Linked DNA regions of Zea mays: region 2 is linked to region 1. A link is a contact called in public Hi-C data. All regions are on one chromosome and are shown on one strand. Each heading gives the region's core, a stretch centred on a gene start, on an enhancer-like site or on the middle of the called end of the contact. The rest is flanking DNA. Distances are from core to core; before and after follow the strand shown. Region 1 holds the start of LOC103640699. Region 2 holds the start of LOC100383957.

The links. Hi-C and Micro-C count contacts between places; a contact is called where the count stands out from the background.
Region 2: a contact with region 1 is called in a Hi-C map of endosperm, with 2.4 times the contacts expected there. The contact joins the promoter of LOC100383957 here to the promoter of LOC103640699 in region 1. A contact is called at or near these places in 3 of 25 Hi-C or Micro-C datasets (ear, endosperm and tassel).

Annotation. Positions count from the first base shown.
Region 1 is chr10:2,715,723-2,718,649 of Zm-B73-REFERENCE-NAM-5.0, reverse strand. It overlaps LOC103640699, which reads right to left and starts at 1,520. Exons shown (of 1, transcript XM_020545637.3): 1 at 1-1,520. The coding sequence starts at 138.
Region 2 is chr10:3,536,097-3,538,931 of Zm-B73-REFERENCE-NAM-5.0, reverse strand. It overlaps LOC100383957, which reads right to left and starts at 1,258. Exons shown (of 3, transcript NM_001176574.1): 1 at 946-1,258; 2 at 724-846; 3 at 1-22. The coding sequence starts at 1,214.

The DNA of each region.
Region 1 (2,927 bases), core at 271-2,770:
CTCCTGCAGCGCCGCGTCCAGCGCCCTGGCGCTGCCGGGCGGCGCCGCCGGCTGCGCTGACGCTGGTGAGGAGGTGAAGGCGAGGAGGAGGAGGAGCAGCAGTTGGAGGAGGCAGACGCGGCAGATCAAGAAGCCCATGTCGGCGGGTGGGGTGCGGGGCGGAGCAGAGCAGAGGCCGGAGCTTGGCAGGTGGAGTCAGGACGCCCTCCGCATCTGGAATTGGCCGTTGGTAGGATGGGCACGCGTGCGAGAACCTTCCCCTGCTCCTAATTGGTGGGAAACAAGGACGGGGTTTGGGGGCGGAGAAGGCTGTCTGGGATCCTCTGCACGGGCGGGCATTTACGCCGCCCCGCTCGGCACGGTCCAAAGCAGCAGGCGGCTTCGAGCGGGAGGGGGGCAAAATGAGGGCGGCAATGGCGATGGAAGCGAGGAGGGGACAGGTGGAGCGGGAGTCCGGACAGGACCGAGTCCTACGAGGAGTGGCAGGCAGGGCGGGGGCGAGGACGACGCCCGGCAACAAATCGGGCCGCCGACCTGGACAGAAACGATGCGGAGATTGGGAGGAGGCGAGCGAGCGCTGCTCTCAGTCTTGCGGAATCCGGGCGGTGGGAGGGAGAAGGTGGACGCTACAGGGATTCGGGACGGGGCGCAGAACCGCAGAAGTAATGCGCCCCCCACGAATGGAATGACGGCGACGGTGGAGGGGAGGAGAGTGAAGGGAGTGGGGCTGTGGGGGGGACTGAACAGTGAAGACGACGGCGTCGACGAGGGTTTGGGGATTGGAGAATACCGAGGGGGGTCGTTTGTCAGTGTGTGTGTGTGGGTGGGTGGAGGCACGCCGTTTGCCGCTTTGTCATCTCACGGGGGCACGGGCCTTTTCGTAACGTTTGGATTCTTCGGAGGGGCCCTTTTGCATGTGAAGCTTCTCTGAACGCTGGATGGCATGTGGGCCCCCCCGTGCGCTTGCCGCCGCCTCCTCCAGCGCTGCAACGTCCAGGCAGCTAGCTACACACACCTTTGCTCTAGTAGAGTACTGATCATGCCTTGGTACGAGCAGCAGCAGCAGCTGGAACACTGGATGGCATGTGGGCCCGTGTGCTTGCCGCCTCCTCCAGCCGCTGCAGCTCCAACGTCTAGGCTTACTGAAGGACTTGATGCGACACGGCTCGGAAGAAGAGAGCGTCTCTTTCGCTGGAAAGTGGGACCACACGGATGTGTCCCCGCTGGACAGTGAAAGCTCTCGTGAGTCATGAGTACTTTCAGGGCTGTCTTTACTAACGTATATATATGGATTTCGTACTTTTGGGACTGGACAGGACTAATAACAACGGTCTCTATCCTCGTGTCATTTATTAACAACTTTTTATTACATCAGCTACAAAAATTAGTCTACCAAAGTAACCTCCCGTTTGGATTCGCATAGGAAAACAATTATTTATAGCGAAATAGAATTAGGGCCTGTTTGAGAGGGCTCCTAAACTGGCTCTCGCTTTTTGAGTAGCCCTACCAAACGGTCTCAAAAAATAGCTCCGGACAAAGAGCACCGTGGCTCCGGCTCTTCGAGGAGCCCTCCCAAACGGTCTCAAAAAATAGCTCCGGACAAAGAGCACCGAGGAGCTAGAGCCATTTTACAGAGAGAAGCCGGAGCAAAAAAATTGGCTCTTAGCGACTCCCCCTCTCACTCCCCTCCTCTCATGTCAAAAGAAGCCGTTTTGCCAAACGATTTGTTAAAAAACACTGGCTCCTATAGAGAAGCTGGTTTGAAGAGAAGCTAGAGCCGAAATCATTTTTACAGGTGCCAGAGCCGTGCAAAACGGGGCCTTAATTGTAAGGCTACGAACATAACTAAGGACCTGTTTGGGAGGGCTCTCGTTCCGCCTCTTGGAGGAGCCCTCCCAAACGGTCTAAAAAAAAGAGCTCCCAACAAAGAGCACCGAGGAGCCGAAACCATTTTTTATAGAGAGGAGCCGGAGCCCTTCTCTCGCGTCAAGAGGAATCGTTTTGCCAAACGATTTGTTAAAAAACATCGGCCCCTATAAAGGAGTTGTTCTTGAAGATAAGACAGAGACGGAGTCATTTTTAGAGGAGTCGGAGTCGTGCCAAACGGGATCTAAGTCTACTTTCCACCCAGAAGCATTGTGCTATTTGTTGATTGACTTAGGGCTTGTTTGGAAGGGCTCCCAAACCGACTCTGGCTCTTGTAGGAGCCTAGTCAAACGGTTTCAAAAAAGAGCTCCCAATAAAAAGCATCGATGAGCTGGAGCCATTTTTATACAGAGGAGTCGAGCAAAAAAAAGGCTCCTAGCGGGCTTCTTCTCACACTCTCCTTCTCTTGTATTAAGAGGAGCCGTTTTACCAAACGACTTGTTAAAAAAACTAACTCCTATAAAGAAGCTGTTTTTGAAGAGAAGCCAGAGCCGGAGTCAGTTTTAGAGAAGCCGGAGCCCTGCCAAACGAGGCCTTATTAAGACCACCATCCATGGTTGTTGTTGTAAGATCAGTCCAGCATGGTTGTTGTTTTTTTTTCTTCTGATTTTGCTGTAGAGTGAAGGTAGTAGCTTGTGCGCAGCATCAGTACTCCCTTTTCATCATGACGCGATGATGTTTTGGCCGTGACATACGCAACATAGTTTGCCACTTATTACTACTTCATATGGGCTTTGATTAAAGACTTTCTTCATAGCGTGTGGGTTGCGCGTATAGTGGTCAAAGGATGAAAAGGCAGCACTAGCTACATCTAGCTACAAGAAATGATGGACAGCGACAGTGAATGAGAACCATACACTGGTTTGTGATAATATATCTGAAACAATTAATGACCCTCTTTGTGTGCCCATCGGTTTGGGCATGGTATATGGCTGTGCTCAGGGTAAGAGGCTGACCATGTACAGCTGAAACACTGAGAAAGATTGTGTGTCTCTACCAGC
Region 2 (2,835 bases), core at 9-2,508, 820 kb before region 1:
CTGTATGCACCTGTAGTAACTCCTGCAAATACGTACGGATATATATAATTTATTAGTGGTCACATCAGTAATCACTAGTAGTTGTTTGGCAACACATGCATATGTAAAAACTGTCTCGATCGAGATCGATGGGTGAATATAATGGCGCTCTTTAATTGCATGTGAGAGTGAGACAAGGCACAACGTGTGTCACGACAGTCGTATTAGGTTAGTACCTAGGGATGGATGGATGGATGGTAGGGACATCAGCATCAGCTAGCTAGGCATCCACCACCAGCAGCAGCTTGCAGCTAGCTAGTGTCACTGGACCGCTAGCTGCATACCCAGGCCCACACCCAGATGCCGCACAAAGTATTTCTTGGACTTTTTTTTAACTAAATTGTGATAAATAAAAAAGAACGAAGAGAGTATTTAATATATAAATATACGAAGCGAAATGGTGGCATAATAAAATTTGTCCTAACAAATTAATGTTTTCGGAAAGCAGCTACAACTACAACACTTCACTGCTGTAGCTCTGCTCTGCTGATGAAAAACGAAGAGCGAAAATGATTGGACAGCGCATCTCGATCGATCGAGATTATTCTCGGAACCGTTTTCTTCGTTTGACGAACGAACTACTCACTACATGCAAATAAATGTACGAAGGAATACTAATTAATGTTTTGTTGTTATTATTCACTGCGTACAGTATGTAAGAAGAAGGAGGAGATGGATATATACCTGGGGTACATGGCACCTTCGATCTGCTTCTGCCCGTACTTCCTCCACTGGTACCCGTCGAAGTCGGGCACTGTCGTCACAAGGCACTTGCTCTGCTGCCGCTTCTTCTTATTCTTCCTCCTCCTGCAGGCAGCAGCACCATCAGTCATGCATCATCGAGATCGAAGGAATAATATAATAAGACTGCTTGCATGCATGGATGGACAATCACCACGCACGCACCTCGTCCTTTTGCAGGGAGGAGGAGGATGAGGACAATAGTGAGGCTGCGCAGCCGCAGGTTCGTCGCCGTGCTGCTCGGCCTCGGCTTCGCTGTCGTCGTCCCGGTCTCTCTTGCTCCCCAGTCGTCGTCCGCCGCCACTAGTGCCCATGATGGACTCCACCTTAACGGGAGCCGCCGGCGCCGGGGGCGACGCAGGAGGTGGTAGGAACGTCAGTAGCGCGCGGAGCTGCGCCAGGAGCTCCTCCTCCCGCCCTAATACTAGCGCCATCGCCAGCGCCAGCCCAGCCCAGGACCCTGCAGGGAAGAACACAGTGCGCTTGGCTTGTTTAATTAGCTAGCTAGCTGGCTCTGGTGGCATTTATAAAGAAGAAGAGAAAGAGAGCGGGACTACGGAAGGCATCATATCACTGAACGCCAGCGCAGCCGCGCCCCAGTTCGATCGATGTGCCGGTCCTGAATTACGTGCACACCGGTGGCGTCAGCACCATGACGTATGCATGCCTGGTTACCTACCGCTACCTCTTCTGCTGTCCATCTTCTTCATCGTACAGTCGCCCGTACACTGTATATCTGTATGGAGGAGAGAAGACGACTTCCTTCCGCGTTGACTAGGGCGCACTGGAGGACGGCAGGCAGGACGCACATCAATCTATGACCCTCAATTAATAAAACAATTCACAACAAATGTAAATAATAACTCAAGATTAATTTAATAAGAGTAGTCAAAGTTTTTTTTTAAAAAAATAAGAGTTACTGGCATCGTATATTTATGAACGAACGAAAGTAGTAGTAGCTTTTCGGAGAACGCTGAACTGAAGCCAATCGTCGTTCCCGTCTCACGGGGGCGTTTGGTGTCCTTTGACCGGCACCGCAGAAAAAATATGGTCCCAAACACGTACTGCACGACCCTGCTACTGATCCCAGTGGTGGTCCCTCGTAATGAATAATGGTCCCCATCATGTCCTGTGCTCCCCGGTGCCCAGGCCCATGTGTAGCACAACGACCCTCCGTGGGCCTGATGCCACTACACTCCACTCCACTCCAGTTGTGTTTTAGACTCCAGCATTAGTCATCCACCCACCAAGCCAATAGCGGCTACTACGTCCTGGCCTTCCTAGTGCGCCCATGAACGTTGAGGTGTATGGACACATTCATATTCAGACTTCAAGTTTATAAAATATGCAGACTGGACTCCCTAGGGGCTCAATATAGAAACCTTCAAGTACAAAATTACATGTATAAGTATGAGCAATACCAGTCTCATTGTCACAAGAAGGTTGGTCATTCACTGTTAGAAATAAATGAAAAATGCAAAAGACATAGTTGTAGCATCAACAGGTACTGTTTGAAAGACACTGAACTTACTGAACAATCAATAAGCTTGCTGGGCCTAATCAGATATTTTTAATCAAATCAACAAAAAAAAATTATCATGTGAAAGGAAATGGGGAATTGCATCTACACTTCTGCTAGTTTTAATCAGTTACCTTACCTGTATACAGGCCAGAATCAGTACAAATGGTAGCAAAGAACCATAATTGCCTTATCTATCAGATTATACAATAAAACAAGATGTGGGCAGTTTGATTTTTTTTTTTTGCTAGTGTATTTTGTACTATAAGTCCTCATGGTGCCAAAGTTGCAGATGTGGTCACGCCTTGCTTTCACGCCAACAGACGCCAGTTCCGTGCATCCTAAGATCGACAAGAATATGTTTAGATGTAGATGACATGTCGTCCATGTAGAAAATTTCGAGTTTCTTTTTTTTTTGAAATATCAGGAGGGGGAACCCTTGTTGTAAAATTTTTATTAATAATGTAAAATTACAACGCGACGTAATTACAAGAGATAAAAGTGAGCTGGGGAGGTCTAGTTAGGAAGCTAAAAAG